Linked DNA regions of Mus musculus: region 1 is linked to region 2. Evidence: chromatin contacts called from public HiChIP or PLAC-seq data. All regions are on one chromosome and are shown on one strand. Each heading gives the region's core, a stretch centred on a gene start, on an enhancer-like site or on the middle of the called end of the contact. The rest is flanking DNA. Distances are from core to core; before and after follow the strand shown. Region 1 has its middle 68 kb from the start of Gm34331. Region 2 holds the start of Sh3bp4 (SH3-domain binding protein 4).

What was found. HiChIP or PLAC-seq counts read pairs in DNA pulled down with a chosen protein or histone mark.
Region 1: an H3K27ac HiChIP or PLAC-seq map of oligodendrocyte precursor cells shows a contact between it and region 2, with 7 times the contacts expected there. The contact joins the enhancer-like site here to the promoter of Sh3bp4 in region 2. A contact is called at or near these places in 8 of 39 promoter capture datasets (3T3-L1-derived adipocytes, the C10 cell line, cranial neural crest and 5 more), 1 of 15 datasets of contacts at CTCF or cohesin (the NIH/3T3 cell line), 43 of 484 Hi-C or Micro-C datasets (the 4T1 cell line, the C2C12 cell line, MC3T3-E1-derived osteoblasts and 29 more), 25 of 115 datasets of contacts at active chromatin or transcription factors (the NIH/3T3 cell line, bone marrow-derived dendritic cells, craniofacial prominence and 18 more) and 6 of 9 other capture datasets (adipose tissue, embryonic stem cells, embryonic tail and 3 more).

What each region holds. Positions count from the first base shown.
Region 1 is chr1:89,168,638-89,173,786 of GRCm38.p6, forward strand. No RefSeq gene overlaps it. Among named protein-coding and RNA genes, the nearest start is that of Gm34331, 68 kb to the left of the region's middle. Within about 2 kb of position 2,719, at least 12 of the 459 cell types and tissues checked have an H3K27ac peak or open chromatin away from gene starts, as enhancers often do. A contact at or near this core is called in cerebral cortex and oligodendrocyte precursor cells, where this site is marked.
Region 2 is chr1:89,068,212-89,073,540 of GRCm38.p6, forward strand. Sh3bp4 (SH3-domain binding protein 4) reads left to right here and starts at 2,204. Exons shown (of 6, transcript NM_133816.3): 1 at 2,204-2,386.

The sequences.
Region 1 (5,149 bases), core at 1,469-3,968, 100 kb after region 2:
CATTGGCTCTTTATTGATCAGTCAAAAACCAGTTGGGAACAGGGACATTCAGCATTTAGACACGCAGATTCCCAATTCTTGGGGCTGAATTAAGACAAAACATTAGAACCAATTCCTAACATCTGCCTGGCTCTAGTGAGGATTAAGGCTTATTATAAATATAAAGGTTATGTGTTTTTTATTCAGAAATTAACTGGTCTAAGGCATGGAAGAAACTCCCGGATTGGGATCAAATATTACCAACAACAGGAAACAGAGAGAGGCTAAGCAATTTTCTCAAACTCACACAGCTATGGCACTGAAGTTCGCATGTGGACAGCCAGTCTCTCGTGGCATGTGATGTCCCTTTCTCAGTGTCTTCATCACTGTTCTATTGCTGTGAAGAGACACTATGACCAAGGCAACTCTTACAAAAGAAAGCATTTAACTGTGGTCTTGCTTATAGTTTCAGAGGTTAGTCCATTATCACCATGGTAGGGAGCATGGTGGCACAGAGACATGGTGTTGGAGTAGTAGCTGAGAGTTCTACATCCTGACCTGTAGGCAGAAAGAGAGAGAGAGAGAGAGGGAGAGAGAGAGAGAGAGAGAGAGAGAGAGAGAGAGAGAGAGACTGAGACTTAGCTTTTGACACCAGGTCAGCTTCCTCAAACAAAGCCACACTTCCTTCTAATCCTTTCAAACAGTTCCACTCCCTGGTGACTGAGCATTCAAACCTATGAGCCTATGCAGGCTGTTCCTATTTGAATTCCCATACCCAGCATGCTCAGGTAGTGCTTCATGCCCTGGCTTGAAGAGATTCTCCACTGAGCAAAGTGCTCGCCACACAAGCAGGAAGACTTGGCTCTCCAGAACTCATGTAAAAAGCTGGAGGACATAGCTGCCCACCTGCTGTCTCACTTGGAAGGATGTGGAGATAGGGAACACCTGGAGCGAGTCAGCTTGCTGAAACATCCCTGAAAGACCATACGGAGGGTGGAAGGAGGACAGGACCTGACACCAGCCTCAACACACACACACACACACACACAGAAACATAGACACAGACACACACAGACACGGAAACACAGATACAGACACACAGACAGACACAAGACACACATACATGGAAACATAGACACAGACACACAGACAGACAGACACACACAAACAGACACATGCCTTAGGGTTTCTATTGTTGCATAAAACATCATGACCAAGAAGCAAGTTGGGGAGGAGAGGGTTTATTCAGTTTACATTTCCACACTGCTGTTCATCACCAAAGGAAGTCATGACAGGAACTCATACAGGGAAAAAAGCTGGAGGCAGGATATGATGCAGAGGCCATGGAGGGATGCTGCTTACTGGCTTGCTTCCCCTGGCTTGCTCAGCTTGCTTTCTTATAAAACCCAGGACTACCAGCCCAGGGATGGCACCACCCACAATGGGCCCTCCCTCATCAATCAGTAATTGAGAAAATGCCTTACAGCTGGATCTCATGGAGGCATTTCCTCAAATGGCGCGTGTGCCATTTGAAAGTTAGAAGGCAACTCTGCAGAGTTGATTCTCCCTTCCACCATTATGTGGGTTTGGGGATCAAGCCAGGCGGCAAGGCTTACACAGTGAACATTTCACTTACCCGCCATGTTGCTCTGCCCCAAAAAAGGGTTTACTATAAGCTTTTTTTTTTTTTTTTTTTTTTGGCTTTTTTAGAATTTAATTTTATACGTATGAGTGTTTTGCCCACTTGTGCATCTGTGCACCACAGGGCAGCAGGCAGGTCAGCAAGCGCTCTTAACCGCTCAGCAGTCTCTCCAGGCCCCTGGCTTTTGGGCTTTAGTTTCCTCTGGCTGCTGACCAGGAGACGGTCATGAAGCCATCTGAGCTGAGGGGACTTCCTAGAACCTGAGAGAGCATGCCGTCCACCCATAGCAGGAAAATAGATTGAAGCACATCTATGCAGCAAAACACTGTTTGGCCATGACAAGGGAAAAGGCCCATCTCTATGACCAGGGTAAGGGTTCTCCAAGATACAGTCCAGGCACAAGTCTACCCGTAAGGATGGAACTCACTCTTCACTAAAACGAACACATTTGGGCCTAGACCCCTGAGGTACTTGGTCCTGGTGGGAGACTGACATTTGAAGGGAGCCCGCTTCAGTGATACCTCCTTCGTGCTATTTAGTTTGTTTCCCTGAGCCAATGCTAGTTTCCCAGTCCTCCAGCTAGTACAGACAGTAATTTATGAAATGACAGCAATTTGGAATTGGCTGTAAGTACCCAGAAAATAGAATGAATACCCCAATTTGCAAAATTAAAAAAAAATCAGAGTATCAAATTTGCATGCTATTAATCAACAGAGTGGGCATGTATCCGCAGATAATCAAAATTAAGTGTATATACCTAGAACAAGATTATTTATTCTCCCACCCAGGGCCCATGCCTGGCTTTTAATCTGTGAAACCCCCCAATGGTGCATACATTTTGTGTTAAATTGGTCTCTGTCTTCTGAGGAGACCCACAGCTTTTTTAGAGACCCTTAAACAGATTTACTATCTGCAACAATTTAACTTCTAGCCTAGGACTGGGGAAGAGAGGACATGTTGGAAGAAAGCCTACAGTCTCCCCAGTCTTACCAGCCAGAGAGGAGTCTGTAAATGGAAGTCTGAAGCAGCTGAAGTGTCTGGGGTTCATGCCGGCTGAGCCCACCTGCACCTCCATCTTGCCAGCAACACATCTGTGCTCCCTGACCATGAAGAGCATCATCTACCAGCTGCCAGGATGGCACTGGTACCCAGGGCAGCTGTGTGAATGAAAGGACTCTTTTTTTTTCCCCTCAACTAACTGGTTATCCCTGTGGGTGAATGGGCTGCATTAGAGGAACAACCTCCTATTTCTCCCTGAATGTGCATCCACCCACAGAGTATGGCTTTCCTCCGTGGTGGAGGCGGTTGGGCACCTCCAGACAGGAGCCCCATCTGTCCTTACCAAGGAAAAAAGCAAGGACTCTGCCACAGAAGCTCTGCCAAGGCCCTGTGGCATCTCAGCTGGCAGGGCTACGCAGCGGACAGCTGGGGTTATCCGAATTTCTCAGACAGGGGCGTAGTTTCAGAATGTTACCACAGATCTCCAGGGATTCTGCACGTATGGAAGGGAAGGCCCAGGGGGGCAGCAGACAAACTGGCTTCCCTGGCCAATCAGGGGTGGGGAGTGGGGGTGCAGGACAAACTGGCTTTCCTGGCCAAGCAGGAGAGCATAGAGTTCACAACCTTGGGAAACATAAACCAGAAATAGGCCTGAAAATTAACATCTAAGTGTGGCCAGAGGTCAGAACTCCCTGTTTCACTCATGATGGCTGAGAACAATATATGACTTCTAACAGTTACGGTCCAGATAACAGAAAAGGGAGAGACACATGTGGGGCATCCCGAAGGATTCCCAGTGAAAGCAAAATATGTGTCTTTTATTCTCTGCTTACTTGCTTGCTTGTTTATTCTTTTATTCATTTATTTCAGATAGGATATCGCTGTGTTACCTAGGCTGGTCTCCATCTTGTGGGCTAAAGCAATCCTCCTGTCTCAGCTTCTCTGAGAGCTGTAACTGTAGGTAACCTCCACCCTGCCTAATACACAAGTGGATAAAAAGACCTCCTATGTGTGGATATTTTTTTTTACATTTTTAAATGTATTTATTTACTTAGAGGGCTTATGCCACATGGCACACGATGAGACCAGAAAGCAGTTCTCAGGAGTCTGGTCTCTCCTTCCAGCACATGGATTGCAGAGATCAAGCCCAGGTCATCAGGTCTGGTGTCAAGTACCTTTACTTGTCATTTTATCAGCCCCAAAATGCATTAAAAGAAAAAAAAACTAGACAGTAATGGTGCATACCTTTAATCCTAGCACTCAGGAGGCAGAAGCAGGCAGATCTCTGAGTTCGAGGTCAGCCTTGTCTACAGAACCCTGCCTTAGAAAAAACAAAACAGCCGGGGCCTAGCAAACACAGAAGTGGATGTTCACAGTCAACTATTGGATGGATCACAGGGCCCCCAATGGAGGAGCTAGAGAAAGTATCCAAGGAGCTAAAGAGATCTGCAACCCTGTAGGTGCAACATTATGAACTAACCAGTACCCCGGAGCTCTTGACTCTAGCTGCATATGTATCAAAAGATGGCCTAGTCGGCCATCACTGGAAAGAGAGGCCCATTGGGACAGGCAAACTTTATATGCCCCAGTACAGGGGAACACCAGGGCTAAAAATGGGAATGGGTGAGTAGGGGAGTGGGGGGGAAGGGTGTGGGAGACTTTTGGGATAGCATTGGAAATGTAATTGAGGAAAATGCGTAATAAAAAAAGAAAGAAAGAAAAAAAAAGAAAAAACAAAACAAAAACAACAAAACAAAACCCAAGAGAGAAGAAAAGAATATATAAAATAACCAAATGTGCTTCATTCATCTGTAGGCACAGGCAAAGTCCCAGTTTTGGGCGCAGCCCGTCTTTGTCTGCCTTTGTTATCAGCAGCCAGCTCAGTAGGCCTTGTGGGCAGACTGTGCTCTGCTCACGTTCTCACGGCCAGGAGAGCTGGGAGGTCTCTCTTTGCTGGGTACCCTGAGGGTCTGAGAACACATGCTGCATTACCTCCTAACTAGGCACTCAAGAGGGGAAGGATCCTGCTCACCAGCACCGAGGCAGGTGGAGGGCAGCAGGAGGCACCAGAAGCCAGAGGAAGAGAGTCTTCACGTGACCAAAGAGGTGGCCAAGACATACAGGACTTCCAGTGCAACCCTCTCCTTTAACACAGAGTTCAAGTTCGTGAGGTAGACTGACCTCCTGTCCTCCTGGGATGTTCCCTCATCTCCACTGCAGGCCTCCCTCTCTGACAGCAGCCAGCCTCTCAAGGCCATGGAACTCATGTCACCTCAGACACAAACAGCCCAGGGTCCCACTGCACCCATTAAACTGCCAACGAACTTCTAGGCTGGGCCACTCCTTGGAAAAGGTTTTAGGGATTTTTTCCCCCAGGGAAATTTGTCTATGTGACAATTTTCCAAAGACCAAGGACTCATTAACTGATAGACAATTCAACAGAAATCTGATTTTCTATTTTTATAGCGCCAGGTATCCTTGAACTCACAGCTATCCTTCTGCCTCAGCCTCCCGAGGGCTGGGATTACA
Region 2 (5,329 bases), core at 954-3,453:
TTTCAATGCTTTATAAGCAGTTCTTCTTTTGAGACAGATTCAGTATAGCAGTAGATCTAAGTTGTCTTTGAATTCATAATCCTCCTGCCTCATTTTAGCAAGTACTAGGATTAAGGTATATGACACCTAACCCAACAGGTCTTTGTTTTTTAAAAGATTTATTTTCATTTTGTGTAAATGAATGTTTGCTTGAATATATGTCTGTGTGCCACTGGTACGCCTGGTGCCGTGAAGGGCAAGGGAAAGTGTCAGATGCCCTGGAACTCCAGTTAGAGATGGTTGTGGGAGCTAGGAACCGAAGCGTGGCCCTCTGGAAGAGCAACCAGTGCTTAACCTCTGATCCATCTTTCCATTCTCCAAGACAGGGTCTCACACATCCCAGGCTGATCTTGAATTCACTATGTAGGGGAGTATGACCTTCAACTTTTGATCCTTCTGCATCCACCTTCCTTGAATCCCCCTTGAATCTCTTGAGTGTGGGCTTGAGTGACTACATCCCCATTTCTTGGCGCTGAGGATGGGACCCATGGCTTTGTGCATGTTTGGCAAGCACTCTACCAACTCTAGCTATAACCCCAGCCCACGTTCATGCATATTCTCCCTCTCCCTCTTTCTGACATGGTTTAGACAGGAGACATTCGGAGTCACGGCAGTACAAATAGCTAATATTTAGTGATGGCTACTTTGTGCTAGGCATTCTGCTGAGGCTTATGCTCTGTATTTAATTTTCATACTCAGAGGCAAGTGACTCACACAGAGGCCTAGAGATCCCAGCACAGCAGGCTGGCTCCTGACACGCCCTCCAGTCTGGATGCTTTTGTCTCCTCCACCCCCACCCCCTCCAACCATGTAAGTCACTTGCACCTTCAGGAGACTGCTTCTTTTAAGGTCGACAGCTACACTTAAGGAGTAATTGTACTCGTTTCCATGTTCTAAGAGAATATGAAATTCTACCCTCTTAGCCTTAGGTTGACCAGTATGTCTACCTGACTCCACTAGGACTACATCTAGAGCGGGGTGGGGGTGGGGGTGGGGGAAGGCGGGCAGCCCGAGTGCAAGGGTGGAGTGGAAGGGGAGCATAAAGAACACGGGAGATAGAAAACTGGCTAGTATTCCGACTCTGAAGCCCTCTCCCATGTGATCTTGCCGAATATGATAATCTGTGTTAACGTCTGAAGTCACTTAGAAAATATAAATGGTATCTGTCGCCAGCGATGATAGTGAAGATGGACTCAGTGGGCTGCTGGATTTGGATCTGTGGCAACATTGAAGACATGATTGCCACTGGTTCCAAGTGGAAGCCTTCATTCCCTGGCCTCACCACCACAGCAGTCAAAGGCTGGTTCGACCTCACTGAGGCAATCAACCCCTACAGGCCTCTGTCTACTCCCGTGAGAGATGACTCATGAGCTTGGGCTTTTGCTCCGCTGCCTCGCAGTGTGTTCATTCACTGAGCTCGCATCGAGCGTCTACTTCTGTATGTGAGTCTGGGCAGAGGAAGTGTAACTATGCTGACATGTATTCAGTTGCAATCTGCCTCGCAGGCAGCTCTCCTCCACTTGTAGTTGTTCCCTAAGCTGAGTTTTGTTTGTTTTTTCTCGGTTTTACTGCTTAACCACTCCCGGGGGATCAGAGGCTTCCCCAAAACAGAGCACCGGAGGTCTCCATCATCTTTGCTCATTTCTGGGTCCAGGGGTAAAGATCCCGAGGCCCTAACCCCACTCTCTTAACTGGCGCTGTTAAGGAAGGAGACAAGGAGTGTTGGCGGGAATCGCGCCGGAGCACTGGAGGCGCCAGTAAGCCAAGCCGCTTCTTTAAGTAAATCAGCGGCTCAGTCGGCCCCGCCCCTCCGGGACATCCCGCCCCCTTCATCCAGGCCCCGCCTTTACTAAGAACTGCCCTCCCCCAGCTCGAGGCACAGCCCCTACTTGCTCCAACCTCATATTGACCACGCTCATTTGAGCACACCCCGCCCACTTTTGCCCCAGTATCGTCTAGGCCCCGCCTCTCCGACAAAGACTCCGCCTTGAGAGTGCGATTCCGCCCCCGGTCCCTACGCCCCAGCCTGAGCTTGACCCGCCTCTTCCTCGCTCCGCCCCCAGCTTTGGCCCCGCCCCTCCCGCGGTCTCTGCTTGCGCTCCGCCCTCCTGGAGCCCGCTGTTTGCGCCCCGGCCCCGCCCGCGCTCGCGCCCCGCCCCGGCCCAGACCACCTCTGCGCCCGCTGGCGGGGGCCGAGCGCTCTGGGCTGTCGCGGCGTCTGGGCACCTCACCACCTCTGCTGCCTCGATCGCTGAGGCCGCGGTACCGGGAGTCGCGCGCGCCCCCGGCCGGGTGAGCCCCACAGGACAAGAGAACCGCAGGACCCGTGGGGCGCCATGCGAGCCAGGTAGGAGCCTAGGGTCGGACGGCGCACCCTATCCCCGCGCGCGCTGTGGCTTTGGGCAGCATCCCGGGCTCTGGGGCGCGGCTAGCCTGGAGCAGCTCCGAGCCCCTTGAGCTCCCGGTTCCCTGCCCTCTGTGGTCACAGCCCGACCTGGGCTGCGGATCGTGGTCGCTAGGGCCCGGGGCGCGGGGAGGGCGGAGGGGGTCGCGGCGCCACCCGCGCGGTTCTGAGAAGGAGCGAAGAGAGCGCGGCTTTGGGTTAAACTTGGTGACAATGCACATTTCAACTTCTTCGGAGAGCCCTCCTGGAGGATGAAATTGAAAACTCCAGTTTCTGTCTTGGTGATCGAGTGACCGCGCAGCCCCGAGGTGACAGCGCTGGGGTGTGCGGGTGGGAGCGGTTAGGATAGAGGAGCGTTGTTCTGCAAGTGCTGTTTACCGTGAAGCCGCCCTGCGCCGCCCAGTGTGTCTTGTTAGAGGGTTTGGGGGCCAGGAGGCTCCCAGCTGGGATCTGGCGTTGTAGTATGCAGGTTTGGGGGGCTTAGCGGTGCGGACTGTGGGGCTGGCTGGCGCTGGCCCTTCCCGGGTGTGGGGCGCCTGCAGATGCCGCGCGGGAGGAGTGGCGGAGAGCTGGCTGGCCGCTCTGCGTGCGCAGAAGGTTGTGGAGCCTCGTGGAGCTATGAGATTTGAAAGGGAATACCATGCTGGGCTTTATTCGTGTTTATTCTTCCCTTGTTAGTGCATCAGATTGGTGTTCTGTGATTTAGCAGCAGAAATAAAGTTCGTATAACTTTTGCTCTGATTATAAAAGCAATGAGTGTCCAGAGCGGAAATAAACACGAGATCTACGCCGATCCCACATTCGTTGGGGGTGGGGGGTGGGGATGTCGCAGCCTTGTAGATTTAATCATTGAATTATACCTGGCGCCTTCTTGCCTAACCTCAAGAAAACCCTTGCTTGAAACCCTTGATTGTCTCGTGCCCAAAGTTTGGAATTTTTGACCTGCCTTACCACAAAGGCTGTTTCTGATAGTTATGAGTACCCTTTTGATGTACTGGGGTTTCCCATGAGATGGTGGGTACAGATGGAGAGAATGGTGGTGGGAGGGCCGAAACCTCAGCCCAGTCCGTGGTTTTGGTACCGAGCCTTGTAAAAATGACAGTAATGATTCTCAATCTGCTTCCTGGGCCAACCATAAAAATTAATGGGTGGTTTGCAGAGCGTTTTTGGCATCCTTAGATGGACAGCGGCTGTATTTCAATGTGCTGGGGAGCATTTAGCTGTTACACAGTGTCATCTAGGTAGCTAGGTAAAACAAGCTACCTAGAGCTTCGCTACCCTGCCCAGGAAGCAAGATCTAGGCAGGCCCTAGGGATCCCAGAGCACACTCCTATTCTCCTGTTGGTGCTGGCTAAGTCCTTCAAAGTGAGAGGCTTGGAAGTAACTGGTCTTCTCAAGGATCCTTTCTGCAGCATCTTTTGGACTTGGGGGAGGGGGTTGTCCCAAAGTCAGGGGGCATTGGTGCCTGGTATATGCAAAGCTGTAGAATGTCCTGTAAATGCCTGCCCAGGTCACCCTCCAAGAGAGAACAGTTGGTCCTGGGAGGACACATGAAGTGAACAACCTGGTTTCCCAGCAATTTGTTTTATGTCTCACGTGTTTACCGACTGAACAATGACCGGCTCGGAGGCTGGCTGCAGAAATGCCAGCAAGGCCTCTGTGGACTTTCCTTTTTTTCCTGTTGTCCCCAGGTCCTGGCACCAGGCTTTAATGTTCTTACAGAACAATTAATAGGGACCCAGACCGAGAGGTGAGGCACAGGCTGCCTTTTGTCCTCACCCTGTCTCCCGGCAGGAGCTGGGCTGGACGATTTTCTTCGCGTTACTGGTGACCCTTTGATAGTTTCGGTTTTTTAATTGTTATCCCCACCAGCACTTTGATAAGGCCTGAGTCTAGTTGCAGATGTGAGCTCAGACAGGGCCTTGGAAGGGCCTGAAAGCTGGCTGGATACATTGTTGATGAGGCACCCTTCACTCTGGTTGTTGATCACACGGAAGTTGTGTTGCTAATTTTTTGGTTAGAGGTAGAAAGGGCTGGGGGTGGGAGGGGTCTTCCTAGTATTTCTCCTTTGCTGTTTGCTAATCCAGCAGCAGGCTGGAATTATTCCCCTTCCGGCTGTTTGCATAGACTTTCTTTCTATTCTAATGTTGATTTTAATCTGATAATGAGATGGGAGAATGAATGATGAATGGGGTTTACACCCTCGATTCGATTTCTGGGAGGCCTCTTGGGTTTGATTCCTCTGTTCCCAGCCAATTAAGAGCCTTTTGCTCTCTGAAACTGAATGGTGTGTGTGTGTGTGTGTGTGTGTGTGTGTGTGTGTGTGTGTGTGTGTGTGTGTGTATGTGTGTGTGTATGTATGTGTGTGTGTGTGTGTGTGTGTGTGTGTTTGCCTGTTTGCTTGCGCCTCCTGGGAGAGAAGGCTATTGGTGTCTCTCTGAGAGCCCATGACTTGGAGGAGGCCAGAGCCACTGTGTTCCTAACTTGCAATCCTGGCTCCGGGCACAGCATCTTAACTCCCAGTTGGAATCATATTCAGTAAGTGGACAGCTTTGTGGCTTCCTATGGCTTTGTTATTTTCAGGGTTGACACCTGTGTGAGATCGTTTTACCCTCTTTCTCCGGAGACTTGGAATCAGGTCCCTGGGACATTTCCCAGGACCCTAGAGATAAAGCACCAAGATTTCTTTGTCCCAAGGTTACTATCTGACGGCCAGGAATGGGGATAACCAGCAGATAGCTTTGTTAACCACCAGTGCACTGGCTGCTGCATTTGCCGCCCCATTTCCAGCACAGCTTCTAGTGGTTTTGTCTAGGTCCTGGCTGTAGAGAAACTTTGCACAACGCAAGCCCTACGGCTGCCCCTCTTTGGAGAAGTGACAGGAAA